Linked DNA regions of Mus musculus: region 1 is linked to region 2. Evidence: chromatin contacts called from public Micro-C data. All regions are on one chromosome and are shown on one strand. Each heading gives the region's core, a stretch centred on a gene start, on an enhancer-like site or on the middle of the called end of the contact. The rest is flanking DNA. Distances are from core to core; before and after follow the strand shown. Region 1 has its middle 34 kb from the start of Gm34678. Region 2 overlaps Gm34678 (a long non-coding RNA gene).

What was found. Hi-C and Micro-C count contacts between places; a contact is called where the count stands out from the background.
Region 1: a Micro-C map of trophoblast stem cells shows a contact between it and region 2, with 6 times the contacts expected there. The contact joins two enhancer-like sites. A contact is called at or near these places in 1 of 15 datasets of contacts at CTCF or cohesin (the NIH/3T3 cell line), 18 of 484 Hi-C or Micro-C datasets (the AtT-20 cell line, the G1E-ER4 cell line, Sertoli cells and 6 more), 2 of 115 datasets of contacts at active chromatin or transcription factors (embryonic stem cells and trophoblast stem cells) and 1 of 9 other capture datasets (embryonic stem cells).

What each region holds. Positions count from the first base shown.
Region 1 is chr15:51,950,117-51,954,197 of GRCm38.p6, reverse strand. No RefSeq gene overlaps it. Among named protein-coding and RNA genes, the nearest start is that of Gm34678, 34 kb to the right of the region's middle. Within about 2 kb of position 1,622, at least 49 of the 459 cell types and tissues checked have an H3K27ac peak or open chromatin away from gene starts, as enhancers often do. A contact at or near this core is called in extraembryonic ectoderm and trophoblast stem cells, where this site is marked.
Region 2 is chr15:51,912,564-51,916,704 of GRCm38.p6, reverse strand. All of the region lies in intron 1 of Gm34678 (a long non-coding RNA gene), which reads left to right. Among named protein-coding and RNA genes, the nearest start is that of Gm34678, 3.8 kb to the left of the region's middle. Within about 2 kb of position 2,089, at least 6 of the 459 cell types and tissues checked have an H3K27ac peak or open chromatin away from gene starts, as enhancers often do. A contact at or near this core is called in extraembryonic ectoderm and trophoblast stem cells, where this site is marked.

The DNA.
Region 1 (4,081 bases), core at 373-2,872, 38 kb before region 2:
AAAGGGTTACTGAAGGAGGCTCACTGGGAAGTCAAGGTTGAACCCCAAAAGGACATCCTCAAGGATGATGATCCACAAGCATCAAACCAGTGGCTTAGTGATCTGAATAAACGAGGGATGCTTTCAAGGGACCAGTAGTTAGTGAGTGCTCCTGAGAAGTCTTGGTGACTAGAGTTATGGCAGAGCTTAGAGACCCATGCATTCTCAAACTGCCCAAAATGATCACTACAGAGGTTTGGGAATAAGTGACGTTATAAGGAATCACAAACCCAGACTTTTACAGTTCCAGGAAAATCAAGCTAAAAATGAACACGAAGACTGTCAGTTCTAGAGGATAAGACCCCAATGCTGAAGACACCCCACACCTTGGTTGCTAGACAGAGGCAAGCTGGAACTGAGCTAGAAAGATCCTCTCTGGGGGTTAGCTTTCAAAGTGCTGGAGGTTGCTAAGCAGACAACTGGGAGGGGAAGGGTACCAGTAGTCTTACCCATCTGTGAATGCTACAAACTATAAAACCAACTGGCCAAGCAAAGAGGTCCCCATCTGTGTCATTGTAGCACAATGGTTATGAGGGTAACCAGTCATCCTCTAAGTGAATTCAGGACCTGCTCCCCAGAAGAACCCGTACTGGTACTGTGAACCTTATCAAGAACTATGCCTAGGGTGGTCATAATGCTCAAGGGAGGGATTTATTACTTTACTAAACTGACTTACGTAAACGTTCTTCTAAATATCTGTTTATATAATGTAGTGTGTGTGTGTGTGTGTGTGTGTGTGTGTGTGTACTTGAGCACACTTTAGCTGTCACTCCTTGAGTAATGTCCACCTTATTTTCTTTGAGATAGTGCCTGTCATTGTCTCAGAATTTGTCCACTAAGCCAGACTAGCTGGCCAGCAAGCCCTAGGGTTTACCTATCTCTTCTTCCCTAGTACTGAAAGTATTTTACAACTGAGTTATCACCACAACCTGAAATTTCCAAATATACTGAAGTCATGTGATTTTTATCTGAAAGGGATGAACCTTATAAATAGAACACATAAAAATTAAGTGAGTACTGGTTTGCGGTGTCTTCAGTGAATGTATACATTCATCTCATCCTATAGCTGGAGGCAGTAGAACTAACATTGCCTCTGGAGGTAGGCATACCAGACTCCCAGCTCATGTCTCAAAACTATCTGGAGCTAAGATGGCTTTTGAAAAAAAAACAAAAAACAAAAAAAAAGTGTGTGTGTGTGTGTGTGTGTGTGTGTGTGTGTGTGTGTGTGTTTGTGTAAAACTTAGGAAAGAAATGGTTGATTTGGCTTACAGTTCCAGATTACAGTCAGTCACTGGATGAAAGTCAGGATAGGAACTTCAAACAGCTAGTCACATCCACAGTCAAAAGCAGACAGAAATAAATGCATGAATTCTTCCTTGTTTGGTTGCTTACTGCTCAGCAGGACTTTTATATACCTTTATTTGATTCCAGAGCAACCTTGCCTAAGGAATGTGCCACCCGCAGTGGGCTGGGTCTTCTTACTTCAGTTGACTTAATTAAGGCAGTCCCTATAGACAAGTCCACATACCAATCCGATACAGTCACTTCCTCACTGAGACTCACTTCCCCATGACTCTTAAGTCATTTCAAGTTGAAAACGAAACCTAACCGTCACCGTGCACCTTTACCCACTGAGCTGTCTTCGTGGCCATCAGATACTCTTATATGTCAGATGGGAACAAGAAAACCTGATGTCCACCGTTACTTGTGCTCACAATTAAGTAATTACAAGAAAGCACTTGGGAAACCATAAATGCTGGTTTTTTTATGCTAAGTTAAAGCAAAAAGTAGCAACACGTGCAGCAAAAATTCCTCAGCTAACAAAAACAAAAACCAAAGTTTTGCTCATTGGGTTTATCTTAAAGAAAGAGTTCTGGGTCAGAGAGTATTGGTCTCAAAGAATGGCAAGATCAGAGACTTCAACTCCAAGTGACCTTTGCTTTGGATTTGATTTTGTGTCCTGTTTTGTCAAGAGTGAAAACTGATAGCTTGTCTCAGCAGGGGTTGGCAAGGCCAGGATGCTGGAGCCTAGCAGTCTCCTGGCTTCATCACCTGCCCCAGCTGGAGAGGGTGCGGATGAAGAAGGGGGATCGGGAGGGCAGAGGCAGGAACCAGTGAGATGATACAGCCCTTGTGCCCTGAATATAATGCGTTCCAACCCAGAGGTTGGATGGTGCTGATTAAATGAAAGTAGCCCCAAGCAGGAATGTCAGCCGGGAAACCGTTTCCTTTGTGTGGGAAGTCATCTTGGCATGGTCTCATCAGGAAAGGAGAGCTGCTTTGGCCTGCAGGCAGTGAAGCCTTGCAGAGACCTATCTGCCCTCAAATCTAGTGAGCTCGTTCCTGATGGAAGCCATCGAGTCAGAACTGCAGGATTCCTGCAGTTCACTGGGCTTGAAATGTGTACAGAAGGTCAGATTTTCTGAGAGTCAGGTTACGCCCGGGGTCATCCAGCTGCGGTGGAGCTGGAAGTAAAAAAAAAACAAAAAAAACAAAAAAAAAAACAAAAACAGGAAGTGCTTTATGGCTACCCAGTCTCTTCTTAAGATGCCTCCAACCAGGCGTCTATTTTATCACTTTAGCCATTGAAAAGACTGATCCTCAAAACCATGCTTATTCAAAGTTAGAAGGTACGTGACAAAGAAAATTAATTTTGTTGAAATATAGTTAATCAACTATTTTAAACATGCTTATTTTAAAGAATAATGCTTCTTATTAATGAATTTAAATAGCAAGACCTGGCACTATGTTAATCTCAGCCATAATTCTTAATGTGACTATGAATACTGAACAGCAGAAACTGTACACCTGTCCCCTTTTAGTATCTAGAGAATAAGATGGAAACGTGTGTGCTTTCTTCTAGGTGACGAGGCCACTGGCTCTCCTGCTGACACTCTAATGGTTGGCTGCCTGCCTGTGTGGATAATGGCAGGGGATGCTGCTTTCCAATTAGGAGTTGATAAGGATGATATTCCTTTGCCTTCATGTGGGGAGATCCCTTGAGAGTCTGACTTCAAATGAAACTCTATCCTGAGACGGAGGGAAACTAATTCATTTGATTCACCTCCATGACCCACCCCAAATAATCCATCGATAAAAGTCTTAAATAATGTGGCTCATCTCATCCCTCAGCTTGGGAAGCTTAAAATGTGTTAATCGTTGGTCAAAACATTTGTAAATAAAATGAATCTTGTCTAAACACATAATACTGCACTTAACAAACTACTGAGAAACTTCACGCTGGGCATTCTTACTGTTTTCCCTAACCACTCTAGAATGAGTACTAATTCTAAACAAAGTGAAGACATACAAATTAGAGACAAGAAAGGATTTATTTAAAAAAAAAAGATGCCAATTTTTATAACATAAAGAATTCTTAGAGATGGAAAAGGAATGCCTGATATAGAAACAGGAGCAAAACATAAAGGAAGGTCTAATAAATGAAAACATCATTTAAATATGTTAAAGGTTACACTCAGTTTTTAAAAAGAAATTAAAACATCTCTAAGAGATGTTCCCTTCTTAGCCAAGTTCAGGACATGGTACAGATGTACTCTACATCAAACCAAAAGAAGAGGACATACATGGTTCAGTGGTTTTCAGATGCTGATCACTAAAGCAGCTGTGTGTGTCTTTTCCTTGGGGGCCGTGTCCCTGAGGAAGTCATCTTGATCCAAACTCAGCTCACCAATTGGAGAAAGTCCCCAGGTTTCAGTGCAGAGCTGGGAAACCTTTGTGGCTTCTGACAGCTTGACTGATTTGGTTACGTGGAACTGGGACTTCTACAAAGTCAAAGTGACTAAAATTCAGTGTCACCTTCAAGAACAGGACACTGTAGAGAAAGAACTGCAGCATTTGAACGATGACCAGTCTACCTTGACTCTGCCCCTGAATGCTGATTGGCACACATATGTGGAGTATGAGAGCCTGGGAAAGACCCACACAGAGGAAGCTGTGGCTCAGGACCAAGAGACTGCACAGAGATGGAAAGAGTTTGTGTTCCATCTCTCACAGTGCCAAGTCTAATAATGAATGGAGGTTA
Region 2 (4,141 bases), core at 840-3,339:
ACAGCAGTAAAAAAGTAACCAATGCCGATTTCCTCCATTGTCACTGTAAGAAGTATTACTGAATGTATCTCTGTGTGTGAGTGATTATTAAATTATCTTCAGACCTGCTTGAAATGTCTACTCCCCATACAGCTTTCTCTAAGCTCCCGAGAAGATGACTTAAAAAAAACATGTAAGGAAATAAATGTATTTACTTATCTACAGTATCTTGCCAAACCTAGTGAGAGGAAGGCCGCATATTCTACAATCAAAGGGCTTTGTGGGTGGTAGGAGTTTTATCACAACACTAATCTCAGTGTAATAAAATTCACTCTTTACATATCTGCTTTCCCAAGTGCATCACAAATGCCATGAGGGGAGGCTGTAACTTACTCATTAATGACTCCCAATCCATGTAGGTGTTCAGAAAAATGAATATAGACACACATACCTGAACAGACTCCATGTGGGCATCAGCCTTCAAAATAATACCCTGGGAAAGAGGATGTTTGTTGTACTGCTGAAACTCTCTATAATTCCCAATTTTAAAAATAATATCTTCAAACAAGTTTCCAAAGCACACAAGAGCACAAGAAATATTATTGTATTTCCCTGTTCCCTTTCCTCTTCGAAGAGTCTATTCTCTAAAAAGTTTCTTATGGCTAAGTGCACCCAAGAATCGTAAGTCACCACCCTCAAGGTACAAATGCTGTCTCGATGCCTCCCTGTATTTTAATCCCGTGAAGCCACAGTGATTCCACTCTGCCCCTCAGGCCCCTTCTGTCGCAAGCTCCTTTGATTTTGAGATCATTTTTGTATGATTCTGGATCATTCCTATCTGTGGCTTTTAAAGAGCCCTTCATACAACTGCAAAACAGCTGCCTTCCCTTTTCCCTACATTGTAGTCAACACTTAGAATTCATGGATTTTACATCCTATCTATCTGCCTTTCATCTATCTATCTATCTATCTATCTATCTATCTATCATTTATCTACTTATCTGTAGGAGATGTAGTATGACAAGATTTTTTTCCTGAGGAGATACAATATGCATGTCTCCTCATCCCAGACACTGAGTCCACAATAGGCCAAAGTATGGATACCACCTGAAGTGATTGTATTGTGAAGGTATTGGCTTGGGACCTCCAAGACAAAGTTCTCAACCCAAAGGAGATTTATTTCCTGAGAAGGACAAAGGACAGGGAATAAGAGACAAGGACAGGAGGTAGAGGACAAGGGAGAAGAGGAAGGGAATGGGGGGGGGGGAAGCAGAGGACAAGGGAGAAGAGGAAGGGAATGGGGGGGCAGAGGACAAGGGAGAAGAGGAAGGGAATGCGGGGGGCAGAGGACAAGGGAGAAGAGGAAGGGAATGAGGAAGGGGGCAGGGTTATTTGTTCTGGAGTGGGACAAAGGATTGCCTATGGATAGAGAAACACAGACATGGCACATAGGAAAATAGCAGTTTATAAAGGTAAAAGAGGAAACCCCATGCTAAGATGAGGTGTTTAATCTTGATTGGGCATGTTAATTAGGTAAGTCAAAGGTGGATTTGCTTGCAAGTCTCCAATACTTTGATAGATAGACCTTGGTAGTCAGCCTCAAGGAGAGAAAGTGGCCAAATAAGGGAATGAACTGTGGTGGGTTTAGCTTTAGGAATTTAATCTAGGGGCTGGAGAGATGGCTTAGTGGTTAAGAGCACTGACTCTTCTTCCAGAGGTACTGAGTTCAAATCCCAGTGTGGCTCTCAACCATCTGTAATGGGATCCGATGCCCTCTTCTTGTGCATCTGAAGACAGCTACAGTGTACTCATATACATAGAATAAATAAAAATTTTAAGGAGTTTAATCTAACAATTTTTAGCAAGGCAGGAGGGGTTGGGGAGAAGGTCAAGGCCTGCCAGAGCCATATTTGCCATGCTCGGGCTAGCTGGAGTCCCTGCATCACCGAAGTCCAATTTGGCGAACCAATGAGAGTTCTGAGGGTTACTTACAGGAATGTAGGTGAAGGGTGACTAACAGCATCAAAAATGACTCAAAGACAGCCTCATCACCCAGGCCTACTAGCAAAGGTGACAGCTCACAAAAACCAGAGTGCACTGCACAGCCTGCGGGCAGCTCAACAGGTTGGAGAGTCCCTTTTCCAAGGGAGTCAGTCTGTCTGACTCCTCCAGGCAGCCTGGCTTGTCTCAGAGGGTTCTTTGCAGTTTGACTATATTGCTTCCTCCGAGAGGGAGGGAGCCTAATGAAATCTGGGAGTTTCAGGGACTTCCTGAAACTATTTTGAGGTGTTACCCTCTGGCTTAAGGATCTTCCCTACAGGATGAAATGTTTCAACCTAGGAGGAAATGTAGCGGGAAATATTTAAAAAGCCACCATCCCGAGCTAGCGCCAGCTACTCTCTGGCCCCCGTGATCTCACTGCCTTCATGGCTAGCCCCATGCAGCGACCACCTATCTTGTGGTTCTCTTGCTGTGGATTCTGCTCCCATTCCCTGTGGTTAGCAGTCACAAATCCCAGGAACCTGGTAAAATCAAAACTCTAAAGGCTTTTAAAATATCAGTCAGATTGATATTAGTAAATTCTCAACCCACAAAACACCCGCACAATGAACTCACAACTCAATTGATATAAACACAAGCTACACACCTAGATGGGGTAGATGCATCCGAATTATTAGTTAGTTAGTCATCTATCTAAGAAATCCCCAACACTTATGGCTCCCAGGACTGTGTGGGTCCAGCTCCTCTTCCTCTCCTTTAGGTTCCATCTTATCTCTTCCTCTCCTTCCCTTCTCCTCTCCTCTCTGTCCCTCTGTCCTAGACTCTAAAATTCTCAGTCCCCTTCTTTTTCCACTGCCCAATCACGGGCTCTCACTTTGTCTTGTACCTACCCTCGCTGCATATAGGCAGCCATCCACAAAGAAACTGACACACAACAAGCATACATTTCCTTCCGTCATTCGAGGCCTAGAGTTTGAACTCAGGTCCTTAGGGTAGGAAGCAGTCACCTTTACTATCAGCTAGTGGGCCCAGCATTCATCTTTTAAATAAAAGCCTCTCTAACCATTGCGGGGTGATATCTTATGGTTGTCTTCATTTGCCTTTGCCTAAGGATTAGTGATGTGCCAGCTGGCCATCTGAATAAATGCCATTTCGTATGCTTTGTCCATCCATAAAGTTTTGTGTCTTATCTTCTATGTATGCGTGTTTTGTCTGCGTGTATATAAACGCATCGTGGATGTACCTTGTACCCAAGGAAGCCAGGGGGGGGGGGGCTTCAGATCTTCTGTAACTGGAATTACTTAAGGTTGTGAACCGCCATGTGGGAGTTGGGAATAGAAATCTGATCCTTTAGAAGAGCACCCAGCGCTCTTAATTACTGAGCCATCTCTCCTGCCCACTTTCTGCATTTTTAATGGAATGATTTGTTTTCTTACTGTTGAGTTTTTTAACTAGGTCTGATTATGATTTGACCCTTTGGTCTGTAGAAGTGTTTCTGTTTGACCTCCCTCTTGTCTACACTTCCTACTGTTGCTTGTGCCTTTGTGGTTCTAGCCAATAGATTTGCCCAAGCCAGGAAACCAAGTAGTTTATGTGTATTAACTCAAAGAAGGCTGTTTGAGATGGGTTTAAAACATGGCTTATACATTCACTCCTGATCATTTTCAACTCATAAAAGCTCTCGCTTCTTTTGGCGCTCTCTTCATATAGGGCAATGTCTACTTTTCACCAAGGGACTCATTCTCTTTGTGTCTACTATGGGCTGAATCGTTACTCCTGCAAGGTCATAAGCTGAGGCCCTCAACCCAGTGCCTCAGAGTGTAGCTGTGTTTGCAGATAGGGTCTCCGGGTCTCTAAAGGGTTGATTCAGTTAACACATGGTCCTTATAAAAAATAAGAGTGTAAATCTGACATGATTGGTGCACACAAAGGGAAGTGAAGACCTGGGGAGGTGGTGGCCCTCTGCAAGCCATGGGAAGAGGCTTCAGAAGTCACCAACATTATTAACATCTTGTTGTCAAACTTTTACCACTTGGAGCTGTAAGAAAATTACATTTGTTATTTAATCCACATAGTCTCTTATACCTGGTGTAGCAGCTATGGCAAACAAATACAATACCTCACTGTTAAAACTCTAAGGGAGTGAATATGATAGGTCCAA